Regions from separate parts of the Rattus norvegicus genome. Here region 2 is linked to region 1. Evidence: chromatin contacts called from public Hi-C data. All regions are on one chromosome and are shown on one strand. The core of a region is the stretch at or near the end of the contact, and the rest is flanking DNA. Distances in the headings are between cores, read along the strand shown. Region 1 overlaps LOC102553121 (a long non-coding RNA gene). Region 2 has its middle 32 kb from the start of Itprid2.

Region 1 (2,700 bases), core at 151-2,650:
CCAGAGTAACACTCTCAATTCCCCAAGCTCGCACATAGTAAGTACACACTAAGGTAGAGGACACAACAGGTTAGAATAGTGATGTACATTTATATTAATATCCACTGAGGTATGAATGACCCAACTACACTGTTACACAACTTAAGGCAGAAGCGTTGTAAGCCCTGGATGTTACAGTTTCAATAATGACTTTACTGAGTTAAAGACAGGAAAGAAGATGTATCTTTCTATGATGACTATGAGTTTATCCTGTGACTACAGGTTTGTAGTTCTGAATACATACAGTTTATGCTTTTGGTTATTATTGTTACCATTTGAAAGCTCCTGGCTATAGTTATTTAGTATCATCAACTCAGTGAAAGCTTTCAAGTTTCTATTCCAAACTTTGTAAAACATGTTTTTATTATTAAAGTGCTGTAACAATTATTTTAGTGTCTTAAATATTTGAAGATAGGAACATAATTTATGATAGTTACATTAAATAATTCCAGCATTTGCGAGATTTGAGGCAGGTGGATGGAGACCTTGAGGTCAGCCCGGGTTCCATAGTGAAATGCTCTCTTTAATTAGAAGGTATTAATGTGAAATCCAGAACCTATAGACAATAGAGTGAATGAGGACACAGCAGACAGTACTGAGTGCCTGTTCCACTAAAGCTTGAGTAGAATGAATGGTCTAACTACTTATCTGCTTAATTTCCTGCTAAGCCAGACATGATCACATCAATTTCCTTTATGAGCAAATGTTACACAATTACAACATTGAGGGGGAGAGAAGTAATTTTGAACTCTAAACAACAGGACCATGAATTGATTGAGTCAACACAACTAGAAGGAACAACTCCTACCCTAGTTGGAAAGTTTAGTTGTAAGGAATGAGTGCAGCATTTGCCACACTGTGGAAGAGGCCTTGCCGATTGCAAAAGAAAGGAAACTAAATCACTTTTTAAATTAATCACACTTTGAAACTTGTCATTATTGTTTGTACGTATTTGTTATGAGAGTGGGAATTTCTACTACCCAAGAAGAGAATGTGAACTTTGATTTTTTTTAAGTGTTCACACACAAAAGGGTTGGTTGGCTCTCAGCCACAAATAAATGTAAAAGTTGTCCCTATGGCACAAGAACTCCCATAGCCAGGGGAAACAATGAGATTAACTGCTGAGTTCTTTCATTCATTTGCTTTCAACAGTCCGTTGCCTTCCCTGATTGCTTCTCTGCATCTCTAGAGAAATTACAGTTCAGATTTGCCTGGATCTGAACTGCACATAAGTGGTTTCACATGCTGTTCTCTGTGATTGGCTTCCCTCCTCCCCATGGCATCTCTAGGTTCCTCTGCGTGGACTCGTGCCCTGTGAGTCATCTCTGCGCCGAGACATTGGTATATCTGGTGAGATTTACGCATCTACTGCATGACTGATGCACATCGGCATCTTTCCAGCACGTCACTGGTGTGGGCAAAGCTCCTCTAACCTTGTACATGTCTCCAGATGCACATTCGCTGCAGCCATTCCAGAATCTCTACCTAAGAACGAATTGCTGTGGCCAAGGGCGGTTGTTCCATAGCCACTTTACAATCACCCCGCTGCAGGCAGAGGGTGAGAGCGTGACTGCTCAACCCTGCCAGCACTTCCCATTTCCCAACCTTTAAAAGTCTTGCCAAAACTGAAGAACAAAAACGGTATTTAATTGTGGCTTAAATTGCATGTTTTTGATCTCCAGTGAGGCTACTTAACTCCCACCCACCACCACCACACACACACAGAGACACACACTTTCCTGTTGGTTACTTGTCTTTTTTCTTGATTTAAAGATTTTCCATAGATGTGCTAGGTTCTAACCCTCTGTTCCACAGTTGTAGCTTTTGCCAGTGTGCTACTGTTTCTCCCTCTTTTGTGGCATATATTGTGAATGAGCACATTTTTGGCTTTGCTTTTCATTTTCCCTTGTGGTACTCAGGATCCAATCCAGGCTGACATGAGAGCCAGTCGGGACTCCACTACTGGGCTTCTTTCTCAGCTCCCATGAGACCCTTGCCATTTTGTTGTATCCACCACTCCTTCGTGATGTGTGTTATTTCTTTCTTGTCTTAAGAAAGCTCTCTTTATCTGAAGGACTAAAGATTATCTTTATCTTAAGATTAAATTTTCATCTTTAAGGCTTTAATCCACTTGGAGTTGATTTCTTGGTATGATGCAAAGAAGAAATTGGGTTTTTGGTTGTTGTTGTTTTTTTTTTTTTTAAGTTTATCGGGATAATAATCTCTTTTCTACAAGAAATCTTTTTTAAAAATTTATCAGGATGATAATTTCTTTTCTACAATGCATCTTCTTGATAGTCTAAGAACAACTATAGGGAGATATATTAGAATAAATCTTTCATTGATAGGCAGATTGAAGAGAGGGGGACTCCTCTAAAGGAAACAATGTCTTTGATGAATAATTTACCCTCTCCCTATTATTTTGTAATGGCAGGTTGATCACATGTGGGACAGTCTTGTTCATATTGCTTCTGAATATTGTACACTGTGGCAGCATTTACTTGTTAAAATTGAATATATGCTGTATACCAGGTAGCATCTCACACCCTGACAAGACAGCAGTGAACAAGAAGTCTTTTTTTGTGTGTGTGCAGTTTACATTGTAGACAGATACGTGCTCTAAAGGATTGTTAAGTTGCTATAAAGAAAGTAAGGTAGTGA
Region 2 (2,700 bases), core at 8-2,507, 87 kb after region 1:
GCAAGGCAGGTAAATTATGACCGCCCAAAGGTAGGCAGCCTGTGGGACCATTTCACATTTGTGTCTGTTTCTCAGGTTTTACTTCTACAAATCACTGCATCAGACGACATGCCAAGTACCAAATCTTTTTCTCCTCCCTTAAATTTTAATTAACACTTCATTCCTTCAGGGCCTCAGTGAAATGCCTGGCTAAGTTCATAAGCTTATTCATATGAAGGTTAAGAAGTTAATGTACTGTGTGTGCAATTCCACGTACGGTGTGCCTATTTTGGCTAAGGCCCTCCATGACTGATTCTACAGGATAGCCCAGGAAATAAAATGACTTTCAGACTCCACAGTGACGAGGGAGTGAGAGTGCAAGCAGTCAGAATCGAAACGGTCTCAGAGGGAAGAAGCATTCTATCGCCTTTGTACAACGGGGACCCCTCAGGAGGCCTCACGCTCTCCTCTGTAACTCTATTATGTGGAACGGAAGAAGTATTTTTGGCACCCAACTGTGATTTATTTTTTAAAGGTCATATAAAATATTATTTACATGTCAAAGAGTATATCAAGTTAAAGTATACATTGCAGCATGGCTTTTAAAACTAAACTGACGCTGCTTTGCAATTGTATACTATCAATTTCCTGCCCTACAGATTCCCCTGTTCTATGTTCTTCATACGAATGGAATTATGACGCTTACTTTCCACAGTGGTTTCAAAGTCGCTGGCCCCCTCACTCTTCTGCTTCTGCCTCCCATCACTAAGATCACAGGTGAGTGCTACCATACCCATCTTTTTTACGTGCGTTCTGGGGATCAAAACCTAGATCTTCATGCTTAAATAGCAAGAGCTTCATCAACTGTGTCCTCCCCCTCCCCGCCCCATCCCCCATTGCTCCCTTGAACTTTTGCGCATTTACAGGAGTGTAATTTCTGATGGTACCACTTTGGTCCAACTGAACACACTTTTTCTCAAATGTATATCTCCCCCCCCCCCAGACCATAATCTGCAGAGCATATCATGGCTCAGAATTTTTACCAGGGATTTAGTGGTTTGAATAATTAAGGATAATCAGATTTATGATAACTAGGTTTATATTTTGACATAAGGAATGTAGTAAACATTGCCACTGGGATGATTTAATTTCAGAGAACTCTATGCTAAGGAATCCAGATGGCTCATGAACGTGTACTTTGAGCATCATCAGTTATGACACATTGGGTGTGTGCACTGCGGTCAGCTCCTCCTTTATGCCATATACGGCTCTGGCAATTTAATGACTCACTATGGGTTAACGTCAGAAAATCAGAGGCTGTTGCCCATGTTCTATGATCCTACTGAATGCTAACATTTAAGAATGTCTGCTTGCTCTGGAGATACAGGCCGTTTTATACTTTGATTTTTGTAAAGAGTCTTATTTTTCTGAAGCAGTATCTGGAACTATAGCCAGTTTCTCTCATGTTTGCAGTCTCTCATTCACACTGCTTTTGTAGTTGTCTAGTGATGTATGAAAGCAAGATGATAGAGTACCCTCCATATTTAGAATTAGGATATTCCAGAATGCCTCCCTTCTTCTTGGTTGTCAGGTATTCCCGAGGTTCACAGACATTTGCTCGCTGTACTGGAGTAAATGAGGCAGGTATCCGTTAGCTTAACCATTTCCAAGAGGGATGGATGGCGAAGAAATGTGTAATGAAGGCATGTACATAGTAAAACAATTTAAACAACTTGAGGCTGAGACTGGAGGATCACGTGTTTGAGGGAGACCTGGTCCTCATAGTGAGAGCCTGTCTATAAAGCAAAGACCATTAAGGTACCATGATGGTTATGGGATGCCTGGCTTTCATCACACATATCCACTGTGTTCACTAATGAGGGTAAATAGCTCTTCCTGCCTTGGACTAGCACTAAGATGATTTTCTTAGCCTGTTGTAGCTGTGCACATCAGAGACCGATGCAGGAGGGTTACAAGTTTGAGGCCAGTCTGTGCAACATAGCAAAACTCTCTCTGAATTAAAATAAAAACAGGCTAAAGGTATTGTTTGGTGCTAATGTGCTCGCTGGGAATGTGCAAGGCCCTGGGGTTAACCCCTAGTGCCACAGAAAACAAAGCACCCACTATTTTCTGTTGCTTAATATTTATTATGCCATATTTTCCCACATAGCATTGTAAGTGTGTCCCTTGGTTGCCTGTAGCTAATTCTCAAATAAATAGGCATGGAAGTATTATGACTGTGGCTGAAAATGTTCCACATAAATATTGTAATGATCCCAGGAGGGGTTCAACTTTATTTCTATTTGGGTGTTTTTCATTTCGTGTGTTTAAAAAAATTAACATAAGTTTTGTGTGGATTAAGAAAAAGAAAAGATGATTGGGAAGAAAAGTAAAGATGTGTTATTCCTATATGAGGTTTTTTTTTTCCCTTTAGTTTTATCTACCCTGGAATGAGGTATAGAATTTACTTGAAGACAAACCCAGAAAGCATTGTTTTGAGTGCTAATGGCCCTTTCCTTTAAATGTTGCTGAAATACTAGTGTCAAAAGGGAGTTACCAGCTTAAGCTGTGCCAAGTAGGGAAGGTGGGGCTGCATGGGAATGAGGTTTTGATTAATCAGGTTGTATAATATTATGCTGAGACATGTTGGGAATGCAATTCAAAATAACTTAACGTGTACTCCATATGAAATCACAGGCTAGTGTACATTGTAAAAATCTG

What was found. Hi-C and Micro-C count contacts between places; a contact is called where the count stands out from the background.
Region 2: a contact with region 1 is called in a Hi-C map of Schwann cells, with 2.5 times the contacts expected there. The contact joins two enhancer-like sites. A contact is called at or near these places in 3 of 12 Hi-C or Micro-C datasets (Schwann cells, liver and mammary epithelial cells).

What each region holds. Positions count from the first base shown.
Region 1 is chr3:84,823,136-84,825,835 of GRCr8, forward strand. The region is part of intron 2 of LOC102553121 (a long non-coding RNA gene); the gene reads left to right. Among named protein-coding and RNA genes, the nearest start is that of Neurod1, 54 kb to the left of the region's middle. Within about 2 kb of position 1,401, at least 11 of the 93 cell types and tissues checked have an H3K27ac peak or open chromatin away from gene starts, as enhancers often do. A contact at or near this core is called in Schwann cells, where this site is marked.
Region 2 is chr3:84,909,959-84,912,658 of GRCr8, forward strand. No RefSeq gene overlaps it. Among named protein-coding and RNA genes, the nearest start is that of Itprid2, 32 kb to the right of the region's middle. Within about 2 kb of position 1,258, at least 5 of the 93 cell types and tissues checked have an H3K27ac peak or open chromatin away from gene starts, as enhancers often do. A contact at or near this core is called in Schwann cells, where this site is marked.